2 separate regions of the Zea mays genome follow, and region 1 is linked to region 2. Evidence: chromatin contacts called from public Hi-C data. All regions are on one chromosome and are shown on one strand. The core of a region is the stretch at or near the end of the contact, and the rest is flanking DNA. Distances in the headings are between cores, read along the strand shown. Region 1 holds the start of LOC103653138 (S-adenosyl-L-methionine-dependent methyltransferase superfamily protein). Region 2 holds the start of LOC100279893.

The links. A called contact is a pair of places that touch in the nucleus more often than the background predicts.
Region 1: a Hi-C map of leaf shows a contact between it and region 2, with 6 times the contacts expected there. The contact joins the promoter of LOC103653138 here to the promoter of LOC100279893 in region 2. A contact is called at or near these places in 2 of 25 Hi-C or Micro-C datasets (ear and leaf).

What each region holds. Positions count from the first base shown.
Region 1 is chr4:40,618,412-40,621,454 of Zm-B73-REFERENCE-NAM-5.0, forward strand. LOC103653138 (S-adenosyl-L-methionine-dependent methyltransferase superfamily protein) reads left to right here and starts at 1,603. Exons shown (of 1, transcript XM_008680096.3): 1 at 1,603-3,043. The coding sequence starts at 1,842.
Region 2 is chr4:40,317,732-40,320,489 of Zm-B73-REFERENCE-NAM-5.0, forward strand. It overlaps LOC100279893, which reads left to right and starts at 1,336. Exons shown (of 9, transcript NM_001320477.1): 1 at 1,336-1,711; 2 at 1,804-1,948. The coding sequence starts at 1,498.

The DNA.
Region 1 (3,043 bases), core at 353-2,852, 300 kb after region 2:
TCACACATCATTTCAATTTGTTCCTGCCATAAGTGGTAATAAATACTATGTAGCAACTTAATCTGCCTTATCTGACCAACTAGTAGGCCAGTATGTGCACTTTAGCAAAGTAAAACAAAAAATATTTAGGACATCTGAAGTAAATACTGAAACATAGAACTTGCATGAATTAAATATTTGACATTGGTCAAATAATAACCATGTCTGATCTACAAAATTTTCTAGTTCTTAAAATTCTAAACCATCGTTGGATGATCTAGAAAACTTAATTCTTGTATAAATGGCAACAATATTCAACATTGGTCAAAATATTCAATCATCACAAAAAATCTGAATTTTTATGCACTTAATGAGAATTAATCCACATAGGCTTCATAATAAACAATAATGCATAGAAAAACAAATAATAACATGGTTCTGATACCATTGTTAGATTCTATGGTTTTTAGGATCGATTACTAAGTCCCTAGAATACCAATCCGTAATTGGAATAAAAACCTCGATTGTTGGAGAGTTGTCGTTGTTGCCATCTTCATTCCGTTGCTCTGCAGAGAAGCAGCAGGTATCGGGATCCGAGCCGCTGTAGGTTGTCGCGTTTCCAGACACTCCGACGCTTAGGCGATGGGGGCCTTTAGGGACTAGGGTTTTGGGGCGAGGTACTAGTGTTAGTCTTTCCTGTGACCCCTTAGTCCTATATTTATAGCGTCGTGTGCCTGGGGGCTCCAATCGAGGTTAGCATGGGCTCTTCCGATCAAGGGCCCGATTAAAGAGACGGTTAATTAGGTTAAGCTCAATCCGGTCTTTATTGACCGGCTGTAGGGGACACACCCAACAGTCCCCAGCTGTCATATATAAGCATGTCCTTATTAGCTCATACATGGGAAGATTATATTTCATGATTAGCAACACTAGTCTCGTCTCCCATTCCTACCCTCTCTCTAGTTCATCACCTTCTCACTCTACTAGAACCCACCCAAGATCAACAAGGAATGGCGGCCCAGGATGCACACTGCTCGCCCTGGTAGTGGGCCCAATACGTGCATGGACAGGACGTAAAAGCGCGCGGCGGTTGGGTGCCTGTGCGGTGCTCCGTACTCCCAACCTGCCTGCCGCCAATCGTATCAAGTGCGGCGGTCTAGTGGGTACCGATGCCGTGTTGCATGCACTGCACACTGCACACTGCACGTACTACTCATTCTTTTTTGAGAGAGAGAGATAGAGGAAAGCAGCTAGCCTGTTCAGTGCACGTAAATTTCTCCTCTAGCGGGCCTACCGGCATGGGTTTGAAGCCCACCTACTCCACAGCTGGTCCAAAACTGTGAGGACATTTACATGTTTACAGCCCATAATACGCCCTCCGCCCCTCCCTATTAGGCTGGGCTGTGCTGGGCCGTCCCGCCCGCCAACTGCTTTTCTTCCTGGATTTCACTTTGGTATAATATCACTCAATCTCTCAGCACATCACGTGATCCTCAAAAGAAGAGAAAAAAAACACTTTACGTACGACTTTACGAGCGTGTTGCTAGCAAAGCAATCTAGCAAGCAAATGGCGGCGCCTCTTAACGTCTCTCATCTCGAAGCGAGCGCACGCCTGCAAATGAAGCTACCCTCCCCCTTTTCCCGCGTCGCACTCGCAAGCAACCGCCAATTAGTCCGCCATGCCCACGTACTATGCAAATCAAACTGTAGGCGTACGTACATACGAATACGATCGGCAGCAAGCGGTCGCGAGCTTTTCGATGTGTGATCTACTCTTGGACTACTGCTATCTCTGCATTGTGCCCCTCGTCTCACTTCGATCCTGCCTGCTTGCTAAGTGAGATCGATCGAGCCCATCGGTGATGGACGACGACGACCTCCACGGCAACGGCAAGAACAAGCCGCTGCCGCCGACGCGGCGCCGCTGCTACTGTTGCAGCTGCACCACGGCGGCCACGCTGCTCATGTTCCTGCTCACCAACGCCGTCTCCGTCGCCGTCGTCTCTTCCGGCGCCGGGTCCTCCCTGCTCCGCCGCTACGGCGGCGGCTACAGGCCCGCCGCCACCATCGTCCGCCTCTGGGACGGCTCCGCGGCGCTCCACGCGGACCTCAACGCCACGCAGGCCGCGCTCGCCGCCGGCCGCGCCGACCTCGCGGACCTCCACGCCCGCGTCCGCACCGCCAACGAGCTCCTCCGCACGCTCCTGCACGCCATGCGGGAGGAGCTCTCCGCCACTGGCGGCGGCGAATGGAAGCGCGAGCCCGCGGGCGAGCTCAGGCTCGCTGTCGGTGTCGGCCCGCGCCACCACGATGTGACCGAGGCTGCGGTCCCGGTCCTGGGCCACGCGTGCGTCCGCGTTCAGGACGATCTCGAGCGCTACATGGACTACGCACCCGGCGGGGAGTGCCCGTCAGACGAGCAACTCGCGCACAGGCTCATGCTCAGCGGCTGCGAGCCGCTGCCGCGCCGCCGCTGCCGCCCGCGCTCGCCCAAGGGGTACCCGCAGCCGGCGCCGCTGCCCCGGAGCCTGTGGACCACGCCACCGGACACCACCGTCGTCTGGGACGCGTACGCGTGCAAGAGCTACTCGTGCCTCGCGGCCGCCCGCGGTAACATCACTGGCTGCGGCGGCGACGGCGACGGCGGATCATGTTTCGACCTGCGGCGCGGGCGGGGTAGATGGGCGCGCGACGACGGCGCGCTGTCCTACTCCATCGACGCCGTGCTCCGGGCGCGTCCCAACGGCACGGTGCGCATCGGCCTGGACCTCGGCGGCGGCTCCCCCTCCGGCACGTTCGCCGCGCGGATGCTGGAGCGCGCGGGGGCCACCGTGCTCACCGCGGCCGTCGACTCCGGCGCGCCGTTCGGCAGCTTCGTCGCGTCGCGCGGCCTCGTGGCGCTTCACGTTACCCCCGCGCACCGGCTGCCCCTGTTCGACGGCGCCATGGATATCGTGCACGCGGGGCATGGCCTCGGCGCCGGCGACATGCTGGAGTTCGCGCTGTACGACGTGTACAGGGTGCTCAGGCCCGGGGGCTTGTTCTGGCTGGACCACTTCGTCTG
Region 2 (2,758 bases), core at 86-2,585:
TCGACCTTCCATGCGTGCAGTCTGCAGTGCACCCAGACCCAGCCATGCTGCCGCCTGATTAACAATCCAGTCAAATCCGCGGTCAAACCTACCCCTCCTAACCCTTTTTTTTATCAGGATTCATCAGGCGTACCGCGTACAGTACCTTTCTGTTTTCACTCGCCTCCTTGCCGACCGCTGTGCAGGGTGCAGGTGCGCCTTCTGTCCTCGCCGGGAGCCGATTGGGCCGGCGGCCGCCGAGCGTGCGTGAGCGTGACCGCGCGCCGCCTGCACCGCAGCACGCCCGCCCACGCTGCCGTGCTCTCAGAGCACTGGCGGCGAGTGCGGCCGGCCTCGTTGCCATGGCAGCTCGATGCGACGGTGCCACTGCATCGTCACAGTAGCACGTGTCGCCGCGCCTTCGACATCGACATCGCGCGCGCTGTCTGCGTCGCTGGCTCGCTGCACCCCGCACCTGCACGGCTGCACACTGCACCCTGCGCTGCGCTGCGCTGGCTCCCAGTCATTCACGGGCGCTCCGTGTCGTCCGTGGCCAGGCGCCCAGGCCAGCCACGCTGCGTGTCACCGCACGGCCTCCCAGTCATTCACGCTCACACTGTTCCGTCTCGCCGCCGCGCGTCATTTGTGAAGCCCCGCTCCATCATGAGACGGGTACGAAACCAAAGCGACTCGCGTGACCGGCTCACGGTAACCTACAGAGCCATGGAGCACCCATGCCTTTTTTTAGCGAGACACAGACACGGTTAAACTTTTCGAGCGAAAGCCAGCGGGTTCCGCTATTATTTCTCGTTAGGGTTTGTTCGCTTAACTCTCAATATATGTGGATTAAGTAGAATTGGATAGGTTTAAATCTTAAGTAAAGGACTTGTTCGGTTAGTTCTCAACTCATGTGGATTGAGTGAGATTGAGTGAGTTTAAATCACAAGCAAGTCAAAGTTCTTTTAAGGACCTGTTCGTTTACTCCGGAACGGTTCCATTGTAACTGTTCCGGTTAGAATGATAAGTTTATTTGTACTAGTATTGATTAGTTGGAATAATTCATGGCCACAATCCGATGTAACCGAACATGGCCTAAATTTTTTTTAATCTCATCCAATCTATATATAATGGGAATAACTGAACAAGGCCTAAATCAAACTTCTTAATTTTTTCTAATCTATCCATTCTATAGTTAACGGGATTAACCGAACAAGCCCTTACCGGTCCTAGGCGGGATCGGTTTCTACTGGGATTTTTTTGGCAAATTTCCCATTTTTGGTCATTGAAATTGAAACACATCCATTTTTGGTCACTGAAATTTGGAGCGGGCCAGATACGTGCTTCGCGGCCTTGGCCCAACAGCCCAACTTCTCGTCGTGCTGTTCCCATCTTTCCTTTCCTCTTCCCTTCCCCGTCGATCTCGTCGGCGACGCCACTACCTCGCCGTCCGGTCCCACCACCCGCCTCCGACTCCTGCGACCCAGCCACGGATCCCGAGGATACGGGCCGAGTCCGGCGATGGGGGTGGTGGTAGAGCGGGAGGAGTGGGCACTCAGCCCCTTCGCCTACCCGCTCCTCTCCGCCGCCGCCCTCGCCGCGGTGCTCCTCCTCCCTTACCTTTCCCCGAGGACTGCGGCGCACGCCACCGGACCCTCGTCCCCCTTCGACGTGGGAGCCGCACCCTTCCTCCGGTTCCGCCGCGCCTTCCTCGTCCTCTTCTCCCTCGCGTCCGGTGAGTAGCTAGCGCGCCCCTACAGTCTCCCGCCTTTGTCGAGCTGCCGCGCCGCGCCTAATCGGGCGGTGTTGTTTGTTATTGTTGGTCAGTGGTTGAAGGTATCCATTCCGTGTTTGGGGAGGATGAGTTCGTGCGGTGTGGGCTTGGCAGAGAGCAGACGACCGCGCGCCTTGCCTCTACCACTGCAGCTGCGCTGTTCCCCGGTGCCATTTCTGGCGTCATCTCCGACAAAATGTAAGTTTTGGGGATGGATGCTTTTGCTCAATTTGTCAGCTGTAAGTATGAGTTTATTTTATGTAAATAGCATTTTGCATAGTCTCTTTACAAAAAAAAAACCCCGTAGCAGACTAGAAGTGCATTTCAATTTGATCTGATATAGTGATATCTGATTCCGGTGCTTAAACAGAGTAACTGACCGAGGGCCTATTTGAATGAGCTCGGGGTAGTTAATTTATTAGTTGGGCTAAAACTTAGCTAAAAACTAGTTAAAGACTTTTAGACTTGGCCAAAAAATAACCCACCTTAGCTCTTCTGTTTGGATGCACTAGTGCTAATTTTAGCTAGCTAACAATTAGCTCTTACATGCTAACAGGCCCTAACAAGGTCCTGTTAATGAACCTCAGTTTCCAGGTTGAAGGCTTGAAACTATTTCATGAATAGTAGTACTTGGTACATGATACCTTTTTCTGTTCACAGGTCTTTATTTGAACTAGAAAGGATACCAATTGTGTCGGGTGTGATAATTAGGGGTACCCGGATTACACCTCTAAAAGTGTGCTTAGAAAAAGTTAATGGCCCATACATAATCCCCGAAGGTAAGAGGCCAAGCCATCTCCTCACCCGAGGTCCGTCGCAAGAGTCTTCCCCATAAGCGCCGAGACCCCTCCCCGAGGATCTTCCGCCTCAGGCAAGTCTTCGTCTCGCCCGAGCCTATCGCAGCTCATGCCTCCCGTTTCCGCTTCGCCCGAAGTCACCTCGATCTACAATCGCCCTATCCGTCTCGCCTGAGCCGGTCTCAGGCAGAGAGGACAAAGCACACCCGAA